2 separate regions of the Sus scrofa genome follow, and region 2 is linked to region 1. A link is a contact called in public HiChIP or PLAC-seq data. All regions are on one chromosome and are shown on one strand. Each heading gives the region's core, a stretch centred on a gene start, on an enhancer-like site or on the middle of the called end of the contact. The rest is flanking DNA. Distances are from core to core; before and after follow the strand shown. Region 1 has its middle 19 kb from the start of MIR101-2. Region 2 overlaps JAK1 (Janus kinase 1).

Region 1 (6,889 bases), core at 3,000-5,499:
CCGGCCTACGCCAGAGCCACAGCAATGCGGGATCCGAGATGTGTCTTTGACCTACACCACAGCTCACGACAACTCCAGATCCTTAACCCACTGAGCAAGGGCAGGGACCGAACCCGCAACCTCATGGTTCCTAGTCGGATTCGTTAACCACTGTGCCATGGTGGGAACTCCAGGTTGCTTCATTCTTTTTAATGGTTGGGTAATATTCTATTGTATGTATGTAGCACATCCACTTGATCCATTCACCTGTCAGTGGACATTCAGGTTGCCTCCATGTCTTGACTATTGTAAATAGTGCTGCTCTAAATAGGGGGTGCATGTATCTTTTTGAATTACAGTTTTTTTCTGGGTATGTGCCCAGGAGTGGGATTGCAGGATCATATGGCAACTCTTTTTAGTTTTTTGAAGAACCTTCATCCTGTTTTCTACAGTGGCTGCACTAATTTACATTCCCATCAGAGGGCTCCCTTTTCTTCACACCCTCTCCAGAATTTCTTTGTAGACTTTTTGATGAGGGCCATTCTGACTGGTGTGAGGTGATACCTCGTTGTAGTTTTGATTTGCATTTCTCTAATAATTAGCAATGATGAGCGTCTTGTCATGTGCCTCTTGGCCATCTGGATGTCTTCTTTTGGTGAAATGTCTATTTAGGTCTTCTGCCTATTTTTCTATTGGGGTGTTTGTTATTTTGTTACTGAGCTGTTTGTGTATTTGTTACTGATCTGTTTGTATATTTGTTACTATGCTGTTTGTGTATTTTGGAAATTACATTGGTTGCATTGTTTGCAAATACGAAGTATCAGAAGGGGAATGGAAACGAACAGTCCCTTTTAAAAACATATCAAAAAGGCACTTCTCATTGTGGATCAGCCAGTTAAGAACCCGACTAGTATCCACGAAGATGCGGGTTTGATCCCTGGCCCTGATCAGTGGGTTAAGGATCCAGCATTACTGTGAGCTGTAGTGTAGGTTGAAGACACGGCTTGGATCTGGCATTGCTGTGGCTATCGCATAGGCCAGCAGCTGTAGCTCCAGTCTGACCTGGGAACTTCCATATGCCGCAGGTGCAGTCCTAAAACAAAACAAAAAAGAAAAAAAAGAAAAATAAAATCACATCAAAAAATAAAATACTGAGAAATAATCCTCACCAAGGAGGTGAAAGACTTATCTGCTAAGAACTACAAAACATTAATAAAAGAAACTGAAGATCATTCAAAGAAATGGAAGGATATCCCATGCTCCTGGATTGGAAGAATTAATATTGTTAAAATGGTCATACTCGGAGTTCCCGTCGTGGCTGAGCCATTAGCAAACCTGACTAGCATCTGTGAGAACGTGAGTTTGATCCCTGGCCTTGCTCAGTGGGTTAAGGATCTGGTGTTGCTGTGGCGTGTGGTATAGGTTGCAGGAGCAGTTTGGATCCTGTGTTGCTGTGACCATGGTATAGGCTGCCGGTTATAGCTCTGACTAGACCCCCTAGCCTGGGAACCTCCATATGCCTTGGGTGTGGCCCTAAAAAGACAATAAATAAATAAATAAATAAATAAATAAATAAAATGGCCGTACTATCCATGGCCAAGCAATCTATAGATTTAAAGTTATCTCTATCAAATTACCCATGACAGTTTTCACAGCAGTAGTACAAATGTTCCTAAAACTTACATGGAACCATGAAAGCCCCAGAATTGCCAAAGCAATTTTGAGGAAAAAGAACAAAGCAGGAGGCATAACCCTCCTGGCTTTAGACAATACTACAAAGCTACAGCAATCAAAACAATGTGGTATTGGCCCCTCAAAATAGATGTACAGATCAGTGGAACAAAATAGAGAGTAAAAGTAAACTCACATACCTATGGACAATTACCAAGAATATATAAAGCAGAAAAAGTCTCTTTAGCAAGTGGTGCTAGGAAAGTTGAACAGTGTCGTGTAAATCATTTAAGTTTGAACACACCCTCACACCCTGCTCAAAAATAAACTCAAAATGGCTTAAAGACTGAAACAAGACAAGACACCATAAAACTCTTAGAAGAGAACATAGGCAAAACATTATCTGTCATAAATCGTAGCAGTGTTCTCTTAGATCAGACTCCTGAGGCAATAGAAATAAAAGCAAAAATAAGCAAGTGGAACCTAATCAAACTTAGAAGCGTTTGTACAGCAAAGGAAACCCTAAAAAACAAAAAATGATGAAAAGACAACCTTTGCTGCTGTACAGCACAGAGAACTCTACCCAATATTCTGTGATAATCTGTGTGGAAAAAGAACCTGAAAGAGAATGGCTGTGTGTACATGTGTAACTGAATCACTTTGCTGTATAGCAGAAATTATCGCAGTCTTGTCAATCAGCTATAAAGCTTTTAAAATCAACTTCAATCAAAAAAAAAAAGGCAGTCTGTGGACTTGGAGAAAATATTTGCAAATGGTTGGTTTGACTCTTTTTTTTTTTTTTTTTGTCCGAGCCTATGTCCTGTGGAAGTTCCCTGGCCAGGGATCAAACCTGAACCACAGCAGTGACAACATTCGCTAGGCCATCAGAGAACTCCTAGTTTGATTTTTTTAAAGTTTCAAGAGGAAGAGTTCCCTCATGACTCAGCAGGTTAAGGATCCAGCATTGTCACTGCTGTGGCTCTGGTTACCACTGTGTCATGGGTTCAGTTTTCAGCTGAAGAACTTTTGCATGCCATGGACTTGGCCAAAAAAAAAAATTTTTTTTTAAGGAGGAAAAGCCTCCATAGCCCTCTCATTAATGAAGGCTTATTATAAAGAAGCAAGACATTTTCTTTAGCCACAGGGTAACTCCTAGTCCCAGTACTTCAAGGACTGGGATAAATAGCAGGCCTTGTGCATTGTTTAGAGGGGAAAGGCCATATTTTCTGTGTGATCCCTTGTTATTCTTTTTTTTTTTTTTTGCTTTTTAAGGCTGCACTCAAGGCATGTGGAGGTGCCCAGGCTAGGGGTCGAATTGGTGCTGCACCTGCCGGCCACAGCCACAGCAATGCCAGGTCCAAGCCGTGTCTGTGACCTACGCCACAGCTCATGGCAATGCTGAGTCGTTAACCCATCCAGCAAGGCCAGGGATTGAACCCGCATCCTCCTGGGTACTAGTCACATTTGTTAACCCTTGAGCCACGAAGGAAACTCCAATGTTCTGTCAGTTTCTGCTATGCAGCAAAGTGACCTGGTCATACATATAAGGCTGGTTATTTCTAATATAGAAAACCTGTGCTGGGCCCACACCAAACCCCTTGACGGTGTCTCTCAAGGCCCTCTTGTGGACATGCTAGGGGAATCTACAAATATCTTTCTGCCATTGGCAGAACCAAGCAAAGATGCCTTGGGAAGTGATGCTTATGTTGCAGGAGACATTCAGGCTGAGCCTGATGGCCACAATCAGGTAGGACTAAGAGTACATTTGTCCCGGGTTTAGTCCTTTGTAGATGAAGTACAGAATGTATTTTATTCAATAGAGGAAAACATGAAAAGTCCACATTGAGTCAATGTATTCAGAAGGGACTCTGGATATGAGAGGTTCTTAAGGCTTAATGGACCCCCATCCCCATCGAGGACAGTGTTTTGTAAAAAATTCAGTGACCACGAACACCTTTGACCAACTATAAAGCTCTGTACAAATACTAGTGATTTCACAAAGTTGCCTGATTGAACATGAAATCAGTCTTACCTAAACATGCTGGTCATGTGCCAATAGGAAATTTCCTCGTGTGTGTGTGTGTGTGTGTGTGTCTTATTTTTTAAAATAAGAAACCCTGGTTTGCCAGAGTTCCCGTCGTGGCTCAGTGGTTAATGAATCCAACTAGGAACCATGAGGTTAAGGGTTTGATCCCTAGCCTCACTCAGTGGGTTAAGGATCCGGCGTTGCCGTGAGCTGTGGTGTCGGTGGCAGACGCGGCTTGGATCCTGTGTTGCTGGTGGCTACAGCTCTGATTAGACCCTTAGCCTGGGAACCTCCATAGGCTGCGGGAGGGGCCCTAGAAAAGACAAAAAGACAAAAAAAATAAATAATTTTTTTAAAAAAGAAAGAAACCCTGGTTTGTCATAGTGAGGCAGGTTAAACAGGAACACGAGAAAAAAATACACTTACACACGTACGCATATATTTGTGTTTCTGCAAGAAGACAGTAGGGTTCAGTATAGAGCTAGAAACAAGGCCAGCTGGTTCCTATGAAACATCCATGGGCAGGAACATACAGCTTCAGGTGTCCAGTGGTAACAGTTACAAATTGGCCATCAGGCCGGAACAAAGGTCAATCACCAGGCACATCCAGGGTCCTGGGCGGTGGTCTGGTATCTAAAACACACATTAAATCATCAAAAGCTTACAAGTTCTGGCTCCTCCTTCAGACTCCACATTTGAGATGCAGAGAGGCACTCAACTCTGTCTTTGTATATTTTATCTAACAATTTTTTTCCTTTTCCACCTTTCAAAGTAAGACCTTCTCTTAAGTCAGGCTGCTCCTGGGGAAGTGAGAGGATCACCCCTCTGGGAGAGCCCATCCCGCTGGGAGACAGTAGAGCGCTTGTTCCACTTGGCAGGGGTCCCCCGTACCTCGGTACTGAGTAATTCCTGCTGGCCGCCGCTGCTCCCAGACTGAAGCAAGGCCCTCAGGAGCACAGAGGCAGCTCTGTGTGCCCTTGTGCGTCTCGGCTTCTGGGCCACACAGCTCTGCCTGGACTCACTGGGCATCAACAAGTTAGCGATGCCTGAGACCAGACCCCAGATCCTCATTTTCCCTAATGAATCCTACTGTTTTGATTTTGTGGATCTTGAAAGGAATAGGAGCAGTAAGCTGTATCTGTGCATAAACTTTCCTACCCCAGACCCCAAGTTCTGAGTGCCCCCTTCACCACCTGTGCTCCCTTTCATCCCAAGAATTGGCATATTTGCTGGTCTTTCATGATTTTTCTGTCAGCTTCACTAAAATGTGAGCACCTTCAGGGCAGGGATGATGTCTTTTTATCTTGGTCTCCCCTGCCCCTGGCAAAATGCCTGGCACACAATAGGTGCTCTATAAATGGTTATTAACTGAACAGAGAACCAGAATGCATCCATAGGAAAATGAGCAGGATCCACAGGAAGGGGAAGGACCTGGAATCCAGGTCACATGAGAAACCAGGTGTGTGTGTGTGTGTGTGTTTATGTGGTGTATTGGGAGGCTGTGGTGGATGAAACAACTCCCCCCCACCCAGATCCCCCATGTCTTAATCCCTAGAACCTGTGACTATGTCAGGTTACATGGCAAGGGAGGCTAAGGCTATTAATCTCTTGACCTTAAAATCAGGAGATTGGGAGTTCCTGTTGTGGTGCAGTGGTTAAGGAATCCGTCTAGGAACCATGAGGTTGCGGGTTTGATTCCTGGCCTTGGTCCATGGGTTAAGGATCCAGCGTTGCCGTGAACTGTGGTGTAGGTTGGAGACGCTGCTTGCATCCCATGTTGCTGTGGCTCTGGCATAGGCTGGTGGCTACAGCTCCGATTAGACCCCTGGCCTGGGAATCTCCATATTGCTACTGGAGTGGCCCAAGAAATGGCAAAAAGACAAAAATAAATAAATAAAAAATAAAATAAAATCAGGAGGTTGTTGTGGATTATCCAGGTGGTCAGTGTAACAGAGGGTTCTTTTTTTTTTTTTAAGTTTTCTTGAATTATAATTGATTAAAAATGCTATGATAATTTCACAGGGTTCTTTCTTTTTGGCCACACCCGAGGCATGCAGAAGTTCCAGGGCCAGGGATCAAACCTGTGTCACAGGAGTTGACCTGTCGTGGCTCAGCAGTAACAAACCAGACTAGGACCCATGAGGACGTGGGTTCGATCCTTGGCCTCACTCAGTGGGTTAAGGATCCTTCCAGCATTGCTGTGCGCTGCAATGTAGGTGGCAGATGAGACTCAGATCCCGCATTGCTGTGGCTGTGGCCTAGGCTGGCAGCTGCAGCTCCAGTTTGACCCCTAGCCTATATGCTGCAGGTGCAGCCCTAAAAAGCAAACAAACAAACTGAACCTGCTGCACCACCAGGGAACTCCTCAGAGGGCTCTTATAAGAGGGAGACAGAAGGGTCATGGTCAGAGCAGGAGACATGATGACAGAAGAAGATGGAGTGTTGTGGCCACAAGCCAAGGAATGCAGGCAGCCTTTAGAAAAGGGAAAGGCAAGGAACAGATCCTCCGGAAGAAATGCATCTCTGCCGACTCCTTCGTCACAGCCCTGTGAGGCCCATTTTAGACATCTGACTTCCAGAACTGTAGAATAATAAGTTTGTATTGTCTTAAGTGCACTAAGTTTGTGATCATTTGTTACAGCAGCCTTTGGAGATTACTACAGGAGCTAAGCTTAGTGGAAAGGATGTGACAGAGGGTGTGAACCCAAAAAAGAAAACAGCCATGTGGGAGCAGCTCAGTCAGATCCAAAGACTTTTGCAGCCGAGTCACCCTGAGCAAAATCAGTTGACAATACGATCATATAGCTCACTGTGGGCTGCCTATAGCCCCCTAAGCAGTGAGTGCCTCTAATAAACTTGGGGGGAGAAGCCCCGGGAGAGCACACTGTAAAAGAGCCTGTCTGACCTGGGTTCAAGTTCTCTGCCACCTATAACTGGATGGTCTTAAGCAAGTTATGCCACCTCTCTCAGCCACAGTTTTCTTAGGAGACACCCACAGCCTAAGCCAGGGATCAAATCCACACCACAGCAGTGACTTGAGCCCCTGCAGTGACAATGCTGGATCCTGAACTGGATGTGCCACATGGGAACTCCTCAGCCACAGTTTTCTTACCTGCAAAGAGAGGATAAGTCTGTCTCTTAATTAGAAGGGTGGTTATGAGGATTACAGAAGATAACACATGTAATGTGCTTAACATAATGCCTTTCACCTCG
Region 2 (6,889 bases), core at 1,198-3,697, 140 kb after region 1:
ACTGCTTTCCACAGTGGTTGCACCAATTTACAGTTCCACCAACAGTGTACTAAGGTTCCTTTTTCTCCACCCCCTCTCCAGCACTTATTGTTTGTAGACTTTTGGGTGATGGCCATTCTGGCTGGTGTAAGGTGGTACCTCAGAGTGGTTTTGATTTGCATTTTTTTGATAATGAGTGACGTTGAACATCTTTTCATGTGTTTTTTGGCCATCTGTATGTCTTCTTTGGAGAAGTGTCTGTTTAGATCTTCTGCCCATTTTTGGATGGGGTGGTTTGTTTTTTTGGTATGGAGCTGCAGAAGTTTATAAATTTTGGAGATGAATCCCTTGTCAGTCGATTCACTTGCAAAGATTTTCTCCCATTCTGTGGGTTGTCTTTTTGTGTTATTTAGGGTTTCCTTTGGTGTGCAGAAACTTTTCAGTTTGATTAGGTCCCATTTGTTTAGTTTTGTTTTTATTGTCAATACTCTTAAGAGGTGGATCTGAGAAGATGCTGCTGTTGTTTACAGACATGGCTTTTGTCATTATCTTCTTTTCTGCGTCCTATCACCTCTCTGAGCCAGTAGTCATTTATTCATTACCTATTGATTGAGCATTTATTGTGTGTCAGACATTGCAGATATAAGAGAGTATAAAACTGACACAATTCAGCCTTCTTGATGCTCATGCCAAGAAGAAAATAGTGACTGAAAATGGGGTAGTGAGAAATTGTTAGATGTGTGATTTTTTGAAGCTAAGTTGATAGAATCAGTGATGGTTTGGATGTGAGAAAAAGAGAGATGTCAAGACTGACCTCTGAATTTTTTGCTCAAACAATGTGGTGAATAATTGTGGCATTTAGTGAGATGTTGAACGTGGGGGAGGAGAGAGGTGTGGTGTGTGTTGTTATTGCAGGAATCAAGTGTTTTTATATTGGCTTTAGATGCTTATTAACTCTCAAGTGGAGATGTTGAAGACATAATTGGATATTTGAGATGGGAGTTCTAAGATAAAAGTTTAGAAATTGTCTGCATCTAAGTGCCATTAAATCATGCACCTGGGTGTGAGTGTTTTGGAAGTGAGTGTGGATAGACAAGAGGTGAAGATCCAGGTCTGATTCCTGGGGCTCATTAGCATTTGGAGATTGGGAAGTGGAGGAGGATCCCCCCTCTGAAAATAAAGATGCTAGAACCTGATCCCCCAAATTGTTATAGGTATTGTGTAAGATATTACACATGGGCACATACTGAAAATTATTTAGTGCTTAACTGTATAAATAAATATGGAAATTAGGGCCAAGTTCTCTGGCGGCTCAGTGGGTTAAAGATCCGGCATTGTCACTGCTGTGGCTCAGGCTACAGCTATGGGTTTGATCCCTGGCCCAGGACCTTCTGTTTGCCACTAGCATGGCCAAAAATAGATATATAATATATGGGAGATTATTATTAAATAATTATTAAATTATTATTTCATATATATATATGGGAAATTCCTTAGGAAAATCGTTTGCCCACTTGATCTTTCTTCTGAAAATCTGTTTGTATGAGATTAGATAAGGTGTATGTAAATTTGGTGTGTATCAGGGGTTCCCAATGTGTAGGTTCTGTGACTGGGGGAGAGGAGGTGGGGAGGATGTTTGGGAAATTTAACAAGAGGGCTACCACATGATATATGCTTTAAATATACTTTTATTTCTGTTTTTATCACTTCAAGAAAATATGTATCTGAGGGAACATGAGCCATTACTGTCAATGGTGTTCTCATATTAAAGACATTTAACATTGATGTTTGACATACAAAGAGATATATACAAGCTTAAAAATTATGTGTGTGCTGGAGTTCCTGTCGTGGCTCAGTGGTTAACGAATCCAACTAGGAACCATGAGGTTTCAAGTTCGATCCCTGGCCTCGCTCAGTGGGTTAAGGATCCGGCGTTGCCGTGAGCTGTGGTAGGTTGCAGACACAGTTTGGATCCCGCGTTGCTGTGGCTGTGCTGTAGGCTGGCAGCAACAGCTCTGATTAGACCCCTAGCCTGGGAACCTCATATGTTGTGGGTGCAGCCCTCAAAAGACAAAAGACAAAAAAAAAAAAATTATGTGTGTGTACTAAGTATGAATTGGACACAGCTGGCATCTGTTTTGGTGAACAGGTACCTGCTTGAGTTGTCAGATCTTAGTAAGCTGTTCGAACTCACCATCCTCTCACTCTTTGCTCCCTCTCTTCTCTATCATCTTCCCTTCACTGGAAACAAGGGAGGGTTTCCTGAAAAGTGGGCTCTCTTCTGGGAAGACTCTCTGGCCAGCTGCCAGTGTGTCATACAACTTATCCAATCACATGGTGGAAAGAGAAGACTTGCAAAAAGGTCAGAGATGAAAACAGGAAAATCAAGTGGGTTGAAGGGGAAGGAAGCAAGAAGGCTGAGGCACATAAAGGCTGAGGATCACTCGGGACGGAGCTGGGGAAGGGCGCCTCTGCTGTGTCCTCTGTGACTGCTCCTCTCTCTCTCTCTCTCTCTGCAGCATTTTCTTTGCGCCCAGCTGCTATTCTCAGAATTGCAAAGACTTTTCTCCAGCTGTTTGGGTTATTGAATAGTAGGGAAATGTAACTTTTCCCAGGCATTACTTTCCAGAACACCTGCTTAAGGTGGCATTGTAGAAAGACCGTGTTCTCACCCTCCCTTTTTTATGAGTACCTTTTTAGTTTGATCTGATTCAACTGAAAGTTAAAATTTTATTCCTGTGCTTGTGTCTATCCAATTTGAGGACATGTGTGTGCATGTGAGGCTGTGGGAAAGAGAGACTATAAATGTAAGTGATTTAATGAATGGGTGGATAAATGATGAATGAATATTTTTTTGGAAGGCATTGGCCTATTAACCCATCTTCCCAGAAATAAAGACTTTCTGAGACTGCTATTCTTAGATCACTTTATAGAATTTTGGAGGTGACAGAGACCGTAGAGATCATCTGACTCTTGACTAAGTATGTGTTCCATTAAAAAAGAAGTCAAAATAATTTTGCAAAAGCAGGAGACTCACTACCCTTCTTACCATATTGAAGGCTAAGTGTTCTTCAAACCAGTGGTTAATTGGTGAGGAAAGGGCAGGGAGGAGGGGCAGTATAGGGGTAGGGGATTAAGAGGTACAAACAGATATAAAATAAGCGATGAGGATATATTGTACAACACAAGAAATATACCGCTGTTTTAGAATAACTATAAATGGAGTATAATCTTTAAAAATTGTGAATCAGTATATTGTATACCAATTTATGTAATACTCTACAGCACATATATGTCAATAAAAAGTTTTTTTAAAGGCTGAGCATTTTGTTAAAAAGATTGTTTCACTAGTGTTTTCAATTTATTTATTTCACTATAATACCTCCTTTTTCCTTCTCCCCACTTTCTCAGCTATATGTATATGGAACAGTGATCATTGCACAGAAATACAAGGTTCTAGAAAATTTGGTTTGGGAATGCTGATTTAATCTAATCCTTACATTTATTTTGAGCTTGCCAATGAACTTTTCTAGGTCTTTGTCCACATTTATGAGTAAATTGTATGAATTAATTACTAATGTCACTCCTAGCTATGACATTTTGTGGTTCAGATTTATTAACCCAGCCAGTGTTTAAAAAGTTATATGTTTCTTGGAGTTCCTGTCATGGCACAGCAGAAACAAGCCTGACTAGGATCCTTGGGGGTGCAGGTTTGATGCCTGGCCTTGCTCAGTGGGTTAAGGATCTGGCATTGCTGTAGCCGTGGCATAGGCCGGCAGCTACAGTTCCTATTCTGCCTCTAGCCTGGGAACCTCCTAGACTGCGGGTACGGCCCTTAAAAAAAAAAAAGGCAGAAAATTATATGTTTCTATAAAGAATCTTGTCTTTCTTGTTTTCTCAGTATAACCAGAGCACCTGGTACAGTGCCTGGCACATAGTAGCATCTCAGTAAGTGTTATTGACCAAATACATAGTAGCTAATTTCAGAGCACTGGGCCACCTATGCCTTGAGGCTGTAGAAAAGAAAAGATCTTGTGTTCATGTCTTCTAAGAACTTGTGGTCAAGTTGGTGACTTTGCCAGGTCACCAACTTTTTTTCTTTTAATACATTTTTAATATGTTTACTTTAGCCTTTCTGATTTCAATCCAGTCAGTATAGGTTATTCATTCATTCATTTAGATGTAATTGATATATAACATTAATTTTAGGTATACAAAGTAACTTGATATGTTTATACTGTGAAATGATTAATACGGTATCAGTTTAGTTAATGTCCATCACCACACGTAGGTTTTTTTCTTTCCTTATAATGAGAACTTTTAAGATTTACTCTTGTAGTAACTTACACATACACAGTACAGTATTGTTAGCTATAGTCAGCATGCTGTACACTATGTCCCCAGGGCTTATTTATTTTGTAACTGGAAGTTTGTACCTTTTGACCCCTTTTACCCATTTTGCCCACCCTCTACCCCCAACCTCTGGCAAACGCTATTATTCTCAGGATCTATGAGTTCAGTTTTTATTTATTTGTTTTTTTTTAAGATTCTAAGTGTAAGTGAGATCATACAGTATGTCTCGCTCTGACTTATTTCACTTAGTGGAATGCCTTCAAGGTCCATCTGTATCATCGCAAATGGCAGAATTTCCTTCTATTTTATGGCTGAATAATATCCCATTGTGTGTGTATAGACACATTGTTTCCACGTCTTGGCTATTGTAAATAATATTGCAGTAAACAGGGGGTGCAGATAGCTTTTTGAGTTAGTGTTTTTGTTTCCTTCAGATGAATAGCTGAATCACATGGTAATTTGATTTTAATTTTTTGAAGAACCTCCCTACTGTTTTCCATAGTGGCTGCCCCAACATACATTTATATCAATACTGCATAAGAGTTCCCTTTTGTCCACATCCTTTCAAACACTTGTCATTCTTTTTTTTTGTTTTGTTTTGTTTTGTTTCAGGGTCACACCCGTGGCACATGGAAGTTCCAGGCTAGGGGTTGAACTGGAACTACAGCTGCCAGTCTACACCACAGCCATAGCACCTCGGGATCTGTGCCATGTCTGTGACCTACACCACAGCTCACAGCAATGCCAGATCCTTGAACCCTCGGAGTGAGGCCAGGGATCGAATCCACAACCTCATGGTTCCTAGTCAGATTCTTTTCCGCCATGCCGTGATAGGAACTCCTTCTTTTCTTTTCCCACTGCATGTGGCATGTGGAATTTCCTGGGCCAGGGGTTGAATCAGAGTTGCAGCTGTGGCCTATGCCACAGCTGTGGCCACACTGGATCCTTAACCTGCTGTGCCACTGTGGGAACTCCTTGATTTACATTTCTGATGATTAGTGATATTGAGTGTTTTTTTTTTTTTTTTTTTTTGCTTTTTATGGTCGTACCCACAGCATATGGAAGTTCCCAGGCTGGGGGTAGAATCAGAGCTGCAGCTGATGGCCTACACCACAGTCACAGCAACTCAGAGTCTGAGCCACAGCTGCGACCTACACCACTGCTCACAGCAACATCAGATCCTTAGCCCACTGAGCAAGGCTGGGGATTGAACCTGCATCCTCATGGATACTGGTCAGATTCGTTTTTCTGCTGAGCCATGACAGAAACTCCCTTGAGTGTTTTTTTTATGTACCTGTTGGCCATCTGTGTGTCTTCTTTGGAAAAATGTCTATTCAGATCTCTGCCCCCCCCCTTTTAAATTTGATTGTGAAGTTAGTTTTTTTTTTTTTTTTTTTTTTTGCTATTGAGTTATGAGTTCCATATGTGTGTGTGTGTGTATTTTTTTTTTCTTTTTTTGCTTTTTAGGGCCTCACTGCAGCATGTGGAGTTCCCAGGCTAGGGGTCTAATCAGAGCTGCAGCTGCCAGCCTTCACCGCAGCCACAGTAACGTGGGATCCGAGCCGCATCTGCCACCTACACCACAGCTCATGGCAATGCCAAATCCTTAACCCACTGAGTGAGGCCAGGGGTAGAACCCACAACCTCATGGTTCCAAGTCACATTCATTTCCACTGTGTCACAATGGGAGCTCCCCTTATATATTCTTCATATTAACCCCTTATCAGATATATCATTTGAAAATATTTTCTCTCATTCAGCAGGTTGACTTTTCATTCTGTTGATAGTTTCCTTTGCTGTGCAGAAGAAGCATTTTAGTTTGATATAGTTCCCCATGTTTATTTTTGCTTTGTTGCCTTTGCTTTTGGTGTCAAAAAAATCACCGCCATCCCAGTGTCAAGGAACTTACTGTCTGTGTTTTTGTCTAGGACTTTGATGGTTTCAGGTCTTATGTTTAGGTCTATAATCCATGTTGAGTTGATTTTTGTGTATGGTGTAAGATAGAGGTCCAGTTTCATTCCTTTGCATGTGACTGCACAGTTTTTCCCAACACCATTTATTGAAGTCTGTTTTATAAATGAATTGAGGCTCAGAGATTGAGCAGTGTGTCTAAATCATCTTATCTCCTGTATGAAAAGCCAGATTTAGGACCCAGGTGTGTGTCTTTAAACTTTGTGACTTAACTACCAGGTTTTCCACCCTCCCACTCAGTCCTTGTGTATTTAATTCTCCCATTCATGTTAGAAACTCACCTTCAATAGGTTCAGAGGCTGTTCACACTTCCAGAAGGGATTAGGAGAAAGGGACAAGGCCATATGCTAGCCTCTTGGAAAGAAGCTGTCACACAGCTTTGTTTATATCCAGCTGGCCAGAACTTACTCCCATGGTTTCATCATGCTTTAAAGGAGGCTGGCAGTTGTGGTCTTTATTGTGATCATCCATGTACACAGATAAAGAGAACTCTCGAGGAGGAGGAGGAAGGATAATGGCATACACCACCTGCCACCCCCTCTTGCCTGCAGAGTCTGCTGTCCATCCACTCCCATCTTCCAGCCGT

Evidence for each region. HiChIP or PLAC-seq counts read pairs in DNA pulled down with a chosen protein or histone mark.
Region 2: an H3K27ac HiChIP or PLAC-seq map of alveolar macrophages shows a contact between it and region 1. The contact joins two enhancer-like sites. A contact is called at or near these places in 2 of 2 datasets of contacts at active chromatin or transcription factors (alveolar macrophages and skeletal muscle).

Annotation. Positions count from the first base shown.
Region 1 is chr6:147,346,257-147,353,145 of Sscrofa11.1, forward strand. It overlaps a transcript of JAK1 not described here. Among named protein-coding and RNA genes, the nearest start is that of MIR101-2, 19 kb to the left of the region's middle. Within about 2 kb of position 4,250, at least 8 of the 83 cell types and tissues checked have an H3K27ac peak or open chromatin away from gene starts, as enhancers often do. A contact at or near this core is called in alveolar macrophages, where this site is marked.
Region 2 is chr6:147,486,159-147,493,047 of Sscrofa11.1, forward strand. The region is part of intron 1 of JAK1 (Janus kinase 1); the gene reads left to right. Among named protein-coding and RNA genes, the nearest start is that of JAK1, 61 kb to the left of the region's middle. Within about 2 kb of position 2,448, at least 4 of the 83 cell types and tissues checked have an H3K27ac peak or open chromatin away from gene starts, as enhancers often do. A contact at or near this core is called in alveolar macrophages, where this site is marked.